Regions from separate parts of the Mus musculus genome. Here region 1 is linked to region 2. A link is a contact called in public HiCAR-type data. All regions are on one chromosome and are shown on one strand. The core of a region is the stretch at or near the end of the contact, and the rest is flanking DNA. Distances in the headings are between cores, read along the strand shown.

Evidence for each region. HiCAR-type assays count read pairs that join an accessible place to other places.
Region 1: a contact with region 2 is called in a HiCAR-type map of astrocytes, with 2.8 times the contacts expected there. The contact joins the promoter of Zfp763 here to the promoter of Cyp4f16 in region 2. A contact is called at or near these places in 5 of 39 promoter capture datasets (embryonic stem cells, hippocampal neurons and liver) and 1 of 115 datasets of contacts at active chromatin or transcription factors (astrocytes).

What each region holds. Positions count from the first base shown.
Region 1 is chr17:33,029,810-33,036,954 of GRCm38.p6, reverse strand. Zfp763 (zinc finger protein 763) reads left to right here and starts at 3,574. Exons shown (of 4, transcript NM_028543.3): 1 at 3,574-3,673. The coding sequence starts at 3,653.
Region 2 is chr17:32,530,797-32,538,599 of GRCm38.p6, reverse strand. Cyp4f16 (cytochrome P450, family 4, subfamily f, polypeptide 16) reads right to left here and starts at 2,043. Exons shown (of 13, transcript NM_024442.2): 1 at 1,945-2,043; 2 at 1,404-1,602. The coding sequence starts at 1,601.

The DNA.
Region 1 (7,145 bases), core at 2,325-4,824, 500 kb before region 2:
GTTGTTTTGTCGTTGTTGATATCCAGCTTTAATTTGTGGTCTGAAGAAAAGCATGGAGTTATCTCAGTTTTCTTGTATTCGTTGAGACTTGCCTTGTGTCCAAGTATTCAGTTTTGGAGAAAGTTTCATGAGATGCAGAGAAGATGATTTATTCTTCTGTGTTAAGATGAAAATTTCTGTAAATATCTGTTAGGTCCATTTGCTTTATAAGATCTTTTAGTTCCAGTATTTTTCTATTCATTTTTTGCCTGGATAACCTGTCTATTGGAGAGATTGGGTATTTGAAGTCTCTCACTATCAGTGTGTGAGGGACAATATGTGTGTTAAACTGTACTAGAATTTCTTTTACAAACTTTGGTATCCTTGTGTTTGGTACATAGATTTTAAGAATTGAAATGTCATCTTTGTGGATTTTTTTCTTCCAGTAGTATGAAGTATCCTTCTCTATCTCTTTTGATTACTTTAGGTTTGAAGTCTATTTTATTTGAAACTAAAATGGCTCCGCCAGCTTGCTTGTTAGGTTCATTTGCTTGGAAAATCTTTTTCTACCCCTTTACCCTGAGGTGATGTCAATTCTTGATCTTGAGGAGTTGTTCTTATATACAGCAGATGGTGGATCCTGGTTTTGCATCCATTTCGTTAGTCTGTCTCTTTTTATTGGGGGATTGAAACACTTAATATTTAGAGATATCAATGACCCATTGTTGATTCTTGTTATTTTGGTTGTGATAGTGGAGAAGAAGAGACAGAAACAGAGACATACAGACAGAGACTGTGTGTGTTTCCCTTTTTTTGATTTTGCAGGTCTGAGGTTATTTTATTCTCTGTGTTTTCATAGGTAAGTTAATCTTTATAGGTTGGAATTTTTCTTCTATCCAGGTCCTTCAGGTTTTTGGAGTCTCCATTGAGAAGTCAGGTATAATTCTAATATATATACCTTTATATTATAATTGGTCTTTTTCCCTTGCAACTTTTATTTTATTTTATTAGATATTTTCTTCATTTTCATTTCAAATGCTATCCCGAAAGTCCCCTATACCCTCACCACCACCACCCTGCTCCCCAACCCACCCACGCACGCTTCCTGGCCCTGGCATTCCCCTGTACTGGGGCATATAATTTTTGCAAGAACAAGGGCCTCTCCTCCCAATGATGGCCAACTAGTCCATCTTCTGCTACATATGCAGCTAGAGACACGAGCTCTGGGGGTACTGGTTAGTTCATATTGTTGATCCTCCTATAGGGTTGCAGACCCCTTCAGCTCCTTGGGTACTTTCTCTAGCTCCTCCATTGGGGGCCCTGTGTTCCATCCAATAGATGACTGTGAGCATCCACTTCTGTATTTGCCAGGCACTGGCATAGCCTCACACGAGACAGCTATATCAGGGTCCTTGCAACTTTTAATATTCTTTTTGTTGTTGTTCTGTATGTTTAGTGTTTTGATTATTATGTGGTGAGGAGACTTTCTTTTCTGGTCTAGTCTGTTTGGTGTTCTCTATGTTTATGGGCATGTCCTTTATATTAGGAAAATTTTTCTTTGATGGTCTTGTTGAAAATATTTTCTGGGCCTGTGAGGTGGGATCCTTCGTCTTCCTCTATTTTTATTATTCTTAGGTTTGATTTTTTTAATAGCCGTCCTAGATTTTCTGAATGTTTTGTATCAGGACGTTTTTAGATTTAGCATTTTCTTTGTCTAATGTATTCATTTTTTATTGTATCTTTAATACTTGACATCCTCTTGTATTCTGGTAGTGAAGTTTGCCTCTGTAGTGCATGTTTGAATTCATTATTTTTTTTAATTTCTAGAATTCCCTCAGTTTGTGTTTTCTTTACTGCTTTTATGTTCATTTTCAGGTCTTGAACAGTTAAATTTATTTATTTCCACGATTTGTGTGTGTTTTCTTGGCCATCTTTAGAGAATTTATTTATTTTCATCCCAAGAACATCTATCATCTTCATACAGTCAGTTTTATGGTCTTTTCATTGTGCTTCAGCTATGTCGGATTGAATATTCAGGGCCTGCTGTGGTTAGGATAGTTGGACTTTAGTGGAGACATGTTGTAGCCTCACTGTTATTGGTGGTGTTTTTATGATTAAGTGTAGGCATCTGATTTTGGATGAATTACAGATCCAGGTGCTGACTTCTGGATTTCTTTGTTGGATTTCTTTTGTTGGATTTCTTTTGTTGGATTTCTTTTGTTGGATTTCTTTTGTTGGATTTCTTTGTTGGATGGGTATTTCTCTCTTGGTTTCTAGTTCCCCTCCAGATTTTCTGAGTCTGGTGGGGGGAAGGGGACCTCATAAAATTGCAAAGCTTCTGTAAGGCAAAAGACACTGTCAATAAGACAAAAAGGTAACCAACAGAATGGGAAAAGATCTTTACCAATCCTAAATCTGATAGGGGGCTAATGTCCAATATATGTAAAGAGCTCAAGAAGTTGGACTCCAGAAAATCAAATAACTCTATTAAAAATTGAGGTACAGAGCTAAACAAAGAATTCTCACCTGAGGAATACCGAATGGCTGAGAAGCACCTAAATGAAGGTGTTGAAAGAGGTTGCCACCACCACCACCACCACCACAGGAAGCAATAGAAGGCATCCTCTGTGAGTTCCCAGACTTCCTAGTTGTCTCTACCTCAGCACTACAGAAGGGCTGTTTGTCACTGTGATGTTGACGGTTGTGATGTATGTGTATATTTGTAGATGTAGACATCCCTCTGGATTTTGAGCCAAGGAAATTTTTTGTCTGAATTGAAGAGTTACTCTATATATGTCTTGAATTCTATGTTGAATATTACTGCTATGTAACTTCGTGTTTCTGTAATTCAATAATTGTATTCATTGGTTGTTGCTCTAATTTTATTGATTAAAAAAATGGATTGGTTGAGTAGCAGTGCATAGTGGCCCACACCTTTAAATTCCAGCATTCTGGAAGCAAAGGCAGTTGGATTACTGTAAATCCGCGACAAGCCTGGTGTATATGGTGAGTACTTAGACAGCCACAGCTACATAGCAGAGATTCTGCCTCAAAACAACAATAAAAACAAGCAAACAAAATCAATAAATTGAAACATAACGTGTGAGAGAGCTTTACAACACTTTTACCTCATTCCAAAGTCATGAGTTTGCATAGTAGGATCTCCTGGTTCCTGTCTCTGGACAGATCTTTGATTCTGTGGGTCTTCCCATTAAGAACTTGAATCAAAAATGTGCAGGGCAAACTTGGACACTGTAATCAAAGCAGTAGAGGGCCCCAGAGTTCACAAGAACAAAGTGCATAAAGTAGCCTGTTCCCCTTAAAGGCAAAGTTATAAAACAGGTCGGAACCGGCTTAGTCCACTTAAAAAACAAAAGGAAAACAAACAAACAAACAAACAAAAAAACTGGCGTACAAAAGAATCCGCTATTCTAACTGCACTGGGAAAGAGGAATGTTATTAATTAAGGCATTTAAGCTCAAGGCTGTCACTATCTTTCCTCAATCAGGGATGCTGTTACTGCTATTCATGAACTGTCCAATGACGAACCGGTACATTCGGAAGGTCCCGCCCTTGCCGCCATGTTTGAGTCCTGTGTTGTTGAGAAGGTCTGTGGTGGTGTTGGGGCTGGACTATATCTCCTGTATTTAGGCCTATTAGGAAGAACACCTGGATGCATATGAAAGAGGAAATGGTGAGTATGCCTTGGGCTCCTGGAGTCGTAAGTGAAAGCTTTGTGACACTGCAGTCTGTGGCGCTGTTGCCTGCCGTTCCCTTGGTGCTGTGCAGCCTAGTGTGCCTTGGAGCGGGACACTGGAATTGTGCGCAGAGCAGGCGACCGGGCACCGGAGCCCGCTCTGTTCTGTCCTAGGGAAGCTACTTCGTTCCAGGCCCCTATCTTCATGGGGTTAGTCCTCACCTGGAACCTGCGCCTCCGCAGACACTGCAGCACTGCAGGTTGGTGACGCGGAGTCCAGACTGTGGTGTAAGGGGACTTGGGTGGTGTGAGCAGTTGCTCGTATGCCTTATAGGCATATCTCTGCTGCTTTCGATTCTTTTCTCTCATCGCCTTTGTAAATTATATTCTTCACAGTACTGCAGTTGAACACTAGGCCGGGAGAACTTATTAATCTCTCTCTCTCTCTCTCTCTCTCTCTCTCTCTCTCTCTCTCTCTCTCTCTCTCTCTCTGTGTGTGTGTGTGTGTGTGTGTGTGTGTGTGTGTGTGTGTGTGTGTGTGTGTGTGCGCGCGCGCGCTGCCCTTTAAAGATGAGATTAAAGAGTATTTAATTGTGCCGTCTGTGAGTAGGCCAAATTTTTCAATCTTAGAGAAAGTAGAGAAGTACAATGATGGGTTTTTTCCCCCTGACCATTTCTGAAGCCAAAATTCGGGTTTTTAAAAAGCTTTCCTAGACTTCGTTTTTGTGAGCCCTGTAAAGTAGATCAGGTGCTTGCCAATCTACATCGTTTGCTTGTGTGCTGGAGGCCGGTTCTCCAAATAGAAGAAATTGTGACTAAGAGTATTTGATCAGTATTTACCAGATGACATTCTTTTAGGGGTGTGGGGGAGTTGGTATTTTCAGTAGAATATTCATTTGAACAGTATTATTTCTGCCACTTCGTGGACTTGAGTATTCTATTTCTTTACTATTTGAAGTTGTCATCGCTGAAGTCTTTTTACCCTTTTACTGGGCTTTATTTCTAATTCTTTTCCCGTTACCATGAATGGTATTTTGTTTCTGATTTTCCCTTCCACTCTAGTCTTTATTGGAGTAGAGAAATGACATTGCTTACTGTATATTGATTTTATATCCTGCTATGCATAAAAAGTATTAAATAATACAAAGAAAATGACTACTTTTTAAAATTCTCTCTGTATTGTATTCATGCTCAAATTGATGGGAACGTTAGCAGGTACTAGGTAATTTTAGCTAATTATAAGTAAAATAACAATTTTAGCTAATTATAGGTAAAATAATGAGCAGTTACATACTAAAATGAGAAGGACCTTGGAGAGGGTAACATTGTTATGAAACATGGTTATAGTTATACTATTATTTGAAAATAAATTTAAATTACTTGTACAATGAATTTTTTTAAAGTCTTGGGACACAGTATTTAGAAAAGAGCATTTTTGATTTTCTAATAGAATTCAAAGAGAAAATAATACCAAAGTAAAATGAAAGTGTAGGATCTCAAGAGTCGGATGACTCAATTGTCAAGAATGCTTACCACTTTTGCAAGGGAACCTGGATTCTGTTCCCAGAGCCAGGTTGGGCAGCTCACAAACACTTGTAAATCCAACTCCTGACATTCTTCTCTGGCCTCTAGAGCCTGCACACAAATTGTAAACACACAACCATACACAGACACACATATTTTTTATGTGTATAAAAAATAAATTAAAAAAAAGGAAATCAAGCAAAATATAGTTATATAGTTTATTGCAATAAGAGTTACACATTAAAGACATACAAATGTTTGTTAACAATTGTCCATTCGAATGTCAGGTGTGTGTGTGTGTGTGTGAGTGTGTGTGCAAGCAAGTGCGCATGTGCCTGTGCCCATGTGAGGATGCATGCTCAAGCACACCACGTACAAGGGGGTGATTAGAGTAGAAGACCTAACTGTCTTCCTTATATGGGAAAAATAATCACATATAAGAGAAGGAGTTTAGAAATGGTGTTGAGGGGATTAAAAATATGAGCCATTGCTGATCATAGTGAAATCCTGAAATTCCAGCAGTTGCCTCTCAGTTAATGGTGGGGCTTTGGAAGCCACTCCCAAGTCCATTGCTGGAGTTATTTTACTGGCATGATTTCATGCAGTATTTGTGTGGGTAACCACAAGCTATTGTTAACTCGTGTATGCAGCAGCCGTGCCATGCACTGAACACAGCATTTCACGGTACTGCTCATATCCTCCAGTCATTATATTTTCAATTCAGGAGTGGGGTGTTGCTGGGAATAGACCTGACCGTGTTTTTGTTTGGAGGAATGTAGATTTGGGGACTTGGGATTTGCAAAGTCATGGAATGCTTTAAGTGGGACTTAATGGGCCATCCTAGCAGGAATATGGAAGACATTGGGCTGAGGGTGATTCAATCTCTGGAGTTCGTTCTTATGATGTTTTAGTGAAGAGTGTTGCTGCCTTTTATCCTTGCTTAAAGAGTCTGCTGATTTATACTAATTGCATTGACAAAGGAAGTCTCAGAAAAGCTCAGCATAGACTTTGCCCTCTGGTGTACTCTCATGGAGAGTATTTTAATCAAGATTAGCCACCTTAGGAAGGAAAAATACAAAATGTTTGGTTTAAGTAATAAAAGGGACCAGGAAGTACAATTGAGCTAAATCCTGTATTTGAGGAGATAAACAGATTAAGGGAGTGCTTACTTTAGAACAAGATCCTACCTGCTGAGGAAAGCTGCTAATAGGGAGTGGAACCAGCCCCAAATAGTGAATTTTGTTGTTGCTGAATGCCAGATCTGTCAACAACTATCAACAAGGATTAAAGAAGTTAGAGATATGAAGAGTGCTTTGACATTGGACATGGAGTTTGGAGTTTGGCCAGCTGGTATTTTCTTGCTTTGGTCCAGTATTTCCTTGCTATGATGTTTTGCAATAATTATGTATATCCTGTGCCATAATATGTTGGAAGTATACAATCTGTGTTTTGATTTTGATTTTATAGGAGATTACAGTTAAGAGATTACATGAATCTCAAAAGAGACTTTGAATTTTGAACTTTCAACACTGATGTGACTGAGGGCTAAATAACTTTAAAAGTTCCACAGTCTTTGCAAATTCTTACTGTACTGGCTAGTTTTGTGTCAACTTGACACAGCTGGAGTTATCACAGAGAAAGGAGCTTCAGTTGAGGAAAGGCCTCCATGAGATCCAACTGTAAGGCATTTTCTCAATTAGTGATCAAGGGGGAAATGCCCCTTGTGGGTGGGACCATCTCTGGGCTGGCAGTCTTGGGTTCTATAAGAGAGCAGGCTGAGCAAGCCAGGGGAAAGCAAGCCAGTAAAGAACATCCCTCCATGGCCTCTGCATCAGCTCCTGCTTCTGGACCTGCTTGAGTTCCAGTCCTGACTTCCTTGGTGATGAACAGCAATATGGAAGTGTAAGCCGAATAAACCCTTCCCTCCCCAACTTGTTTCTTGGTC
Region 2 (7,803 bases), core at 794-3,293:
GGAGGAGAAGGAAGAAGAGGAGGAGGCGGAGGAGAAAGAAAGAGGAGAAGGAGAAGGAGGAGGAGAAGGAGGAGGAGGAGGAGGAGGAGAAGAGAAGAAGAAGAAGAAGAAGAAGAAGAAGAAGAAGAAGAAGAAGAAGAAGAAGAAGAAGAAGAAGAAGAAGAAGAAGAAATAGTAGTAGTAGTAGTAGTGGGGAGGAAGAGGAAGAGGAGGAGCAACAGACAGGAGATTTAGTGCACCAAGACCACATAGGAGGTATAAGAATGGGAAGAAACATGTCACCTGACTCTACAGTATCACTGTGCATAACAAAACACAACATATGGGAGTTTGGGGGCATCAAAAGCAACACTTTTCCAAATGCTTAAAGGAAAAATGAATTGTCAAGAACCTCACACTTGAAATCTTGATAGGAATTTGAACTCATGGGGAGATGAAAGGGAACTGTAAGGAAGCTGATAGGTTAGTATGCATAAAGGATGGTGATGCTGAGAAGACATTGGATAACAATGGTTACATGAGAATGTTGGTAGGAAAGAGGATTCTGTTGAGAGAAGCAGTACTTGAATGTATGGCATTGGTGATGATATCTCTATTATGAGTGATCTAATCCCAAGATGTGGTTCTGCAACATGGAGCAGCATGGAGCAAGGGGACCTGGTGACCAGGGAAGGGTACTGAGTAGGAAGTGTAGTCATTATGATGAGACCAGAGAGAAAATGGTCATGCTGTGATGTGCCTTTGGAATAAAGTCATTGCTTAGCATGCACAAACCCTAAGCACTTCAGATAATCACTACCAATGTTAAAAAGTGTTCATCCTTGACCTACATTGCATAATGGAGCCCACTAATGCATCTTCAGGACAGAGGGCAAAATGAGGAAGGACAGTGGCCAAGAAGTGGAAGGGAAAAAAACTACAATCTCTCTTCTGCACCCAAACAGTAGGTGGAGGTAAGAAATCGCAGCTGAATCCTACAGGGCAAATAGCAACCCAGAGAGATACAGTCACTGATCTGAAACCAAGAGAGATGAGCCAGGCAGGAGGCAAGACCTTGGACATACTGAAGGAAGATCTCAAATCCAGCAGTGAAACAGAATATACCAGGGATGCCACTACTCTGTGCTATTCGCCATGGGATCCACTGACTATGACACATATCCAGGAACTTGAGGAATCCTCAGTCCTGCTGAGAGTATGGCCCACAGTAGGCTGGTGCCAGGTAAGAGAGAAAGGCTGATGAGCACAACTTGGAAAGAAAGATAAATGAATGTGGGGTTGTGATGAGAATAGGGGCCCAAATAACTTTCTTTGCTTCTCCCTGCTACAGGCTCCAGACCTTTCCTGATGCCTAGGGAACACATACACCCCGGTACCCCCAGCCTATCTGCCGCCATACTCACCATGCCCAAGTGACCTGAAAACCAGTTTTTTTTAGGAGGCTGAGGGAAACAACTGAGGCGGGAGCAGTTCTCATAGAATGAGTAAGTCCAGGCAAGGATTCTGGCCAAAATCCAGGAAGCCACTCCAAGCAGCAGAAGATGCCATGACGAGGTCACCACAGAGCCCAGGTCCAGCCCAGACACACTTAGCCGCAGCATCCTGCTGAGCAGACAGACACAGGAGGAGATTCTGAGGTTTGGAAGAGGAACCTGGAAAACTTCAGAATTTTGAGCATGGGCAGAAACTGGAGAGTAGAGCAGGGAGTAGAGCAGGGAAGGGGATGGAGATACAGGAAGAGACAGAATGAGAGAGAGAGAAGGAGGCAGGGAACACACAGACAAGAGCTGTTGAAGTCTGGGATGGCTCTGCCTGAAGCACAAACGGTTATCCAGGAACCCAGGCTCACTTGTGCCAATTGTCTCCATGGAGCCACCCCAACACTGATAAACTCATCCTGATCAGAGTCAGGACCCTGTCTTGCCTCAGAGCCCAAGTCGGTACCTTATCTCAGGAGCTGCTGGTCCTCTAAGACCTTCTCCCCAGTCCTGTGAAAAGCATTTATCCCCTGCTTCCTAACTTCAGGAAGCTGTGTGGGAGGCTGGGTTAGGCTGGACTGAACCAATCAAATCCCTCCCAGGCTCAGCCACTTCCTCCCTGCCTGGGCATCAGGCCAAAACAAGTTGGGCGGGGCCAGACTGGAGTGGAGGGGAAAGACTCAGGGCAACACACACAGGCAGGTTGCATTTAGGATGCAGCACCTCTGAGTCAAGGGCAAAGGTGACTCTGGGCCCTTCCAAGGGCAACAGTCTGCTGATAAAAGCGTGAAGGAGGAAGTACAGGTGCCAGGATGGTGTTCAGGATGTTCCCTGAGCATCTCCCAGGGATCTCTGCACATCTCACTGGTGGGAGTGCAGCATGCAGAATTCCTCACTGCAGAACTGCAGAACTGCAGACCTGTCTCTGGAATGCCTCTGCTCACCGACTACAGTCTTGCAGCATTCAGTCCTCTCCCTTAGCAGCCCAGCCCCTGGATAGAAACAATTCCAAACTAGACCAGAGAATCCAGCCATGGTCAGACTGAAGAGATAGATGTCCTGGCTGGGAAAATACACCTGGCAACTAAAGGGTCAGAGTTCAGCGGGTTTGTGAGGATGAAAGGAGTCAGACTGAAGTGCTATGAGCACAGGGGTACAGGCAAGAATGAACAAGCCTGCAATGGCTTGTCTTCCCAGGATCAAATGGCGACTTGACCTTAACAGGAGTGTATGCTGTTCAGAAACCCTAGATCGGCAAGTCATGGACTTAGCAATCACTGAACCCTCCCATGGCCATGCTCCCCATTATTAGACAAGTAAAAGGAGCCAACATCACACCAAAGCGCGGACATAAAGAACAATGGGTGGACCAGCTCAAAGGTTGGCAGATAAAAGCAATCTCAAAGTCCTGAAACAGAGTTAAGGGTACTTGATTGGTGGTTGATAGAGCAAGATAAGGGCAGAGGTCAGTGGAGAAGTCCAGACTCGCCAACTCAGGGCTCCCCAAACAAGAAATGAGGGACTATGGAGGCTAGGGGTCCCTAATAGATCAAAATTAAGCAACCTCAAGACTTCCTCCCCAGGGGATTTTTCACAAGGTGTTGTTTCCCTTTCCTCTAGTAAATTTTTCAACTTCACAGGTACTTTTTAAGCATAGGCAAAGTCTACAATTTCACAACTACTTATGACACTGAATTCTAGGGTAATGAACGTCTAAAGGAAACACACAACATTTCTAAAAGAGTCCACACTGGAGAAGACACAAGGAAAGACTGTATGGAACAGAGCAGTATAAGGCCCCCACTTGTCACAGTTGAAGCCATAGCTGTTTCGCTTGACTTAGCATTCTTATTTTTTCTTTTATTTATTTGATTTATGTATAGAGATGTTTTGTCTGCATGTATGTGTCTGCACCACACACAAGCTTGATTCCAGAAGCTTTGCAAAGAAAAGAGTGTGAGATCCCCTGGGAGTAGAACTGCAGAAAGTTCCGAGCCACCACGTAGGTAGTACAAATTGAACCTTGCTCCTAAGGAACAGAAGCCAGTGCTCTTAACCACTAAGCCATCTCTTCAGGCCTGAATGGCTCTTCTTCAAAGAATATGTTCTCCCTTCCTTCCTCGCTCTGGTTAAACTCTGGATTACTCCTTCTACTCCTGTGCCCCAACCAAACCCTCCTCTATCAGGAGGACCGGAACTCAGACTGCTGGAGTCGAGGACAGAGGAAGCGAATTACCTCCTCAGGACACTGAATACTGAAAGGACCTGAGAGCAAACCTTGACTGCAACAGTCATGAACGAACTCTGACCTAAAAACTCAGCTACGGTGTCTGTCTAAAGTCTTACCAGGTGTCTAGGGCCTTAGACTTTGGTGTTGCCAACCCCATAATAACAGATACCGGTTCCAAAAATAAACCTGCTGAGCTATAAATAAACCAAGGGTTACACCTATAATCAGGCCATTTGGGAGGTGGATGCAAGAGGAATAAAACTCAAGGTCAACCTCGGCTACATATCATAAGATAAATGCAGGATATACGTCATGTCTTCAGATGAATATTCCTAGACCCTGATAAGATAGTCACAATGGTCACTCATCACTGCCATCTTTCTGGGTCTACAACTTCCGTGGAAGATGATTTCTGGGAGTCTCTATACGAGTCTGTCAAAAAGGCTGAACTTAGAGCAAAGACCCACTCTAAATGTGGCCAACTTCATCCCAGGACTATGTTTCCCAGCTACTGACAGGTGGTGTTTCCACACAGTACACAAGAGATTCTCTCTACAGCTTTTTTCATGTAAGATGACAAACCACGTGTTTTCACTTCTGTAAACAAGGTCAGTTGTCCCAGTTGCACAGGATGTGCTTGATCGCATGCGGTCAGGGCATCAGGAAGTAGGCCAGAATAATTGCCTCTGGTTCCAAGAAGGGAAGAAGTGTGTAGCTTTGAGAGTTTTCCCCTATCAGCCCTTGGCTAATGTAATTTAGCACCATATTCTGTGCCTGACGTTTAGGTATGAACGTGGCCAGTATCCATGGTCTCTTAATAAAGTCTCTGTGACGCAGAAACTACTGTTTTCTTTGGAAAGTAGGGAAGTCAAATGAGGTTTTGCTGGGGCACACAGGTAAAAGGATGTTTTGCTGAAGCAGACATGCGAAAGAACACTTAATGTTTAGAAGACATATAAATGTGATTCCAGAGCGTTGGTTCGCACTGCTCTGTCTCTCTGTTCTTTACTGATGCCATGCATGTGCTGGCTGGCTTTACATTGTGTTGTTGACCTGCACTGCTGGTGACTTGATGGAGATGAACTCGCCAAAGAACTCATGAGGTTCCTGCTGCTTCCACAGTGGATGCAGACTGGTTGGTGAGGCCTTTGGTTTCTTCTAGATTGAACTGCCCTTGCTGATTCAAGTGTGGTGCCTACCAAGCAGACTGGACTTAAGCTACTGATTCCGGGATGGTGTCTGCCAAGTAGACTCATCCACAGGTGCTGATTCACGTTTGGTGTTTGCTATTTACTGGATAGAAAACAACAAAGAATGGAATCGTCCCAATTATTATTTCCTTTTTTTTTTTTTTTTTTTTTTTTTTTTGGTTTGGTTTGGTTTTTAAGACAGGGTTTCCCTGTATAGTCTTGGCTTTCCTAGAACTCACTCTGTAGAACAGGCTGGCCTCAAACTCAGAAATCTGCCTGTCTCTGCCTCCCAGGTGCACTTCCCTGTATACTATAATAGCCTTTCTTTAATACTACATCTGCTGGGTAGTGGGCTAGAGGGGAGATTTAACCTTTATTAAGGTAGATTGAGAACAATTTATGCCTATGCCTCTTATTTGTTTAAACTTATTCATGGTCATACTGGTGAATTTCTGACCTATAACTCTAAGCTTATAACACTGATTGGTGTTCAGAGCACCACAATGCTGATGCAAATATGGACAATGAAGATGGGGCTAGTAAAACTTCTGAGGGGAACAGGACTCCTTTGATAACTGGGCCACAGGACAACCATTGGCTTCCTTCTGTTCATGCCCTGAGAACTTGAATGAGGCTGCATTCAAGCCATGGACTGATTTGATGGCAGAAGAAACCTGAGGATGGACTATATTCAGGTTGTGCTATATTTACTGCTCATTGCTATTGCCCAGGTCTCCTGTGAAAGACATGGCCTCATGCAGTGTGCACAGGAAACAGTGTGAAACAGTTTAAAGTTGGAGACAAGGTGTTGGGGGAGGGGAGGAGAAAACAGCTGTCATGCTCAGATTAACCCATTAAGGAGAAACCTCCTATCCTGACTGGGACAGTGGAGCAGGTGTCTTGAAGGCAAGACCTCATCCACTGATGGCTCCATCTTGAGACAGTATAACTACATTTGAAAGGGGGAACTCTGAACTGAGAATGCTGCTAGAGTGATTCACTTCTGCTGAAGTGATTCACCTAGGGAACCATGTTTCCAGAACCAACTTTAAAAACACAGAGGCTATTGGAGGCAGCAGAGCCTGTCAGCAAGGTCACATACTACTGCTTCTGCAAGCATGAAAGCTATGGGAGCAGGGCGGGGGCTTGAAGGCTTGCACCTGGCAACAAGAAAGCCACTGAAGCCAGGCAGTGTCTCACTACGGCCTTGAAAGATGGTGCACACTGCTGAGAATCTGAATGCTTAGTTGACATGGAGACCCCGGGATATTGGGAGATGTCAGGAGAATAAGATATCTCCCGTGAAATCCTTCAGACACAAACTGGAAGTAACTCTCCCCTCTCCACCCCTCCCCACCCCTCCCCTCCCCTCCCCTCCCCTCCCCTCCCCCCCCAAAAAAACTCTTTGCTGCAAGAAGCAGCAGAAGGGGCAAAGCTCCCAATGGCTGCTGGAGCAGTGATGATGCTGTCAGGCACCCCAGGTGCTGGATATGAAGCTACAGGGATGTTTTTTGTACGGTTCAGTCTTGCATTTTAAATTTTTCTTTTCCTACTTTTCCTTTCTTTGCCCACATTACTCTCTCTCTATTGGACTCTGATGTTTATACATGAAATATGTTCGTAGGTGGATTTTTAGTTTGTCGTTTGTTTCTTATAAGGCCTCACAATTAAGAATTCCCCTCACATCTCTTAGGAAACTCTGGACTAGGGACTTTTGAGTAAGTGTTGGGATTACTCTAAATGATGGCAGGTTTAGGAACTGAATGAATGCATTTTGCTTTAGATCAAAATTAGAGCTTGTAGGACAAAGGTGAAATGTTTTAACCCCCATTGTGACCCTGCGGGTAGATGGGAAGTGTGCAAGAAGTGATGCGGCCGCATGGGCCAAGATGTTTACTGCCTTGCCCGAGCATGCATGGTGAGGCTACATGTGTGGGCTGCCTGCCAGGCTGGACTGCTCCTCATGATCCGGACCTGTCAGCCTGTTGGTGACCGACCTGAGCTCCTGCCTGGAGTGTGTGTGAATTCTGATTGGATGAGGTTTGGTGGAGCTAGATGAGGTCAGGTGGTGCAGTGCAGAGTATAGTTTTGTTGTTTAGCCCTTGCCCTAAGTAGAAGCTAGTGGTAGTAAGAGAAGCTGTTGTAAGGGGAGTTGTTGTAAGAGAAGCTGCAAGAAGGATGGAGGAAGAAGAGGCTGCTGGGGAAGAGAGCTGTAGGGGGAAAAGCCCGAAGTAAAGAAGTTGCTGCGTGAACCCGCCTTGGTGTCCATGTCGTTCTTGTCTCCGCCGGAGTGGAGATGACCTGCAACAGAAGTGGAGACTGGAGAATCTCTAGAGGACTAGTTCTCAACCTTCCTAAGGCTGTGGCCCTTTAATACAGTTCTTCATGTTGTGGTCAGACCAATCATAAAATTATTGCTATTACTACTTCATAACTGTAATTTCACTACTGTTATGAATCATAATGTATATATATATATGTGTGTGTTTTCCAATGGTCTTTGGTATCTCACAATCAGGTCACAACCACCCATAGGTTGAGACCTGACTCTATATAACCAAGGGCAGCAGAAACTGAGAGAGCCTGTCTCAAAGCCAGTGGAATAGTGGATATCAATCTAGATTTTCCTCTGACCTTCATGTGCACACATGCACACCTGCACACATGAACAAACACTCTTGGGCATATACAAAGGCTATTAATGAGTTAAATACTTAAAATCACATCAGAACTCTCTGTAGAAATTAATACCCATATTGGAAACTTTTATATGGGAAATAAGAAAATGGGGCTGAGGAATTGACTGAGAGGTTAACAATATGTACTACGTTTGCAGAGGACCCTAGTTTGATTCCCAGCAGGCTCATCATGTGGTTCAAACTGCCCCACCCTCTGGGCACACATA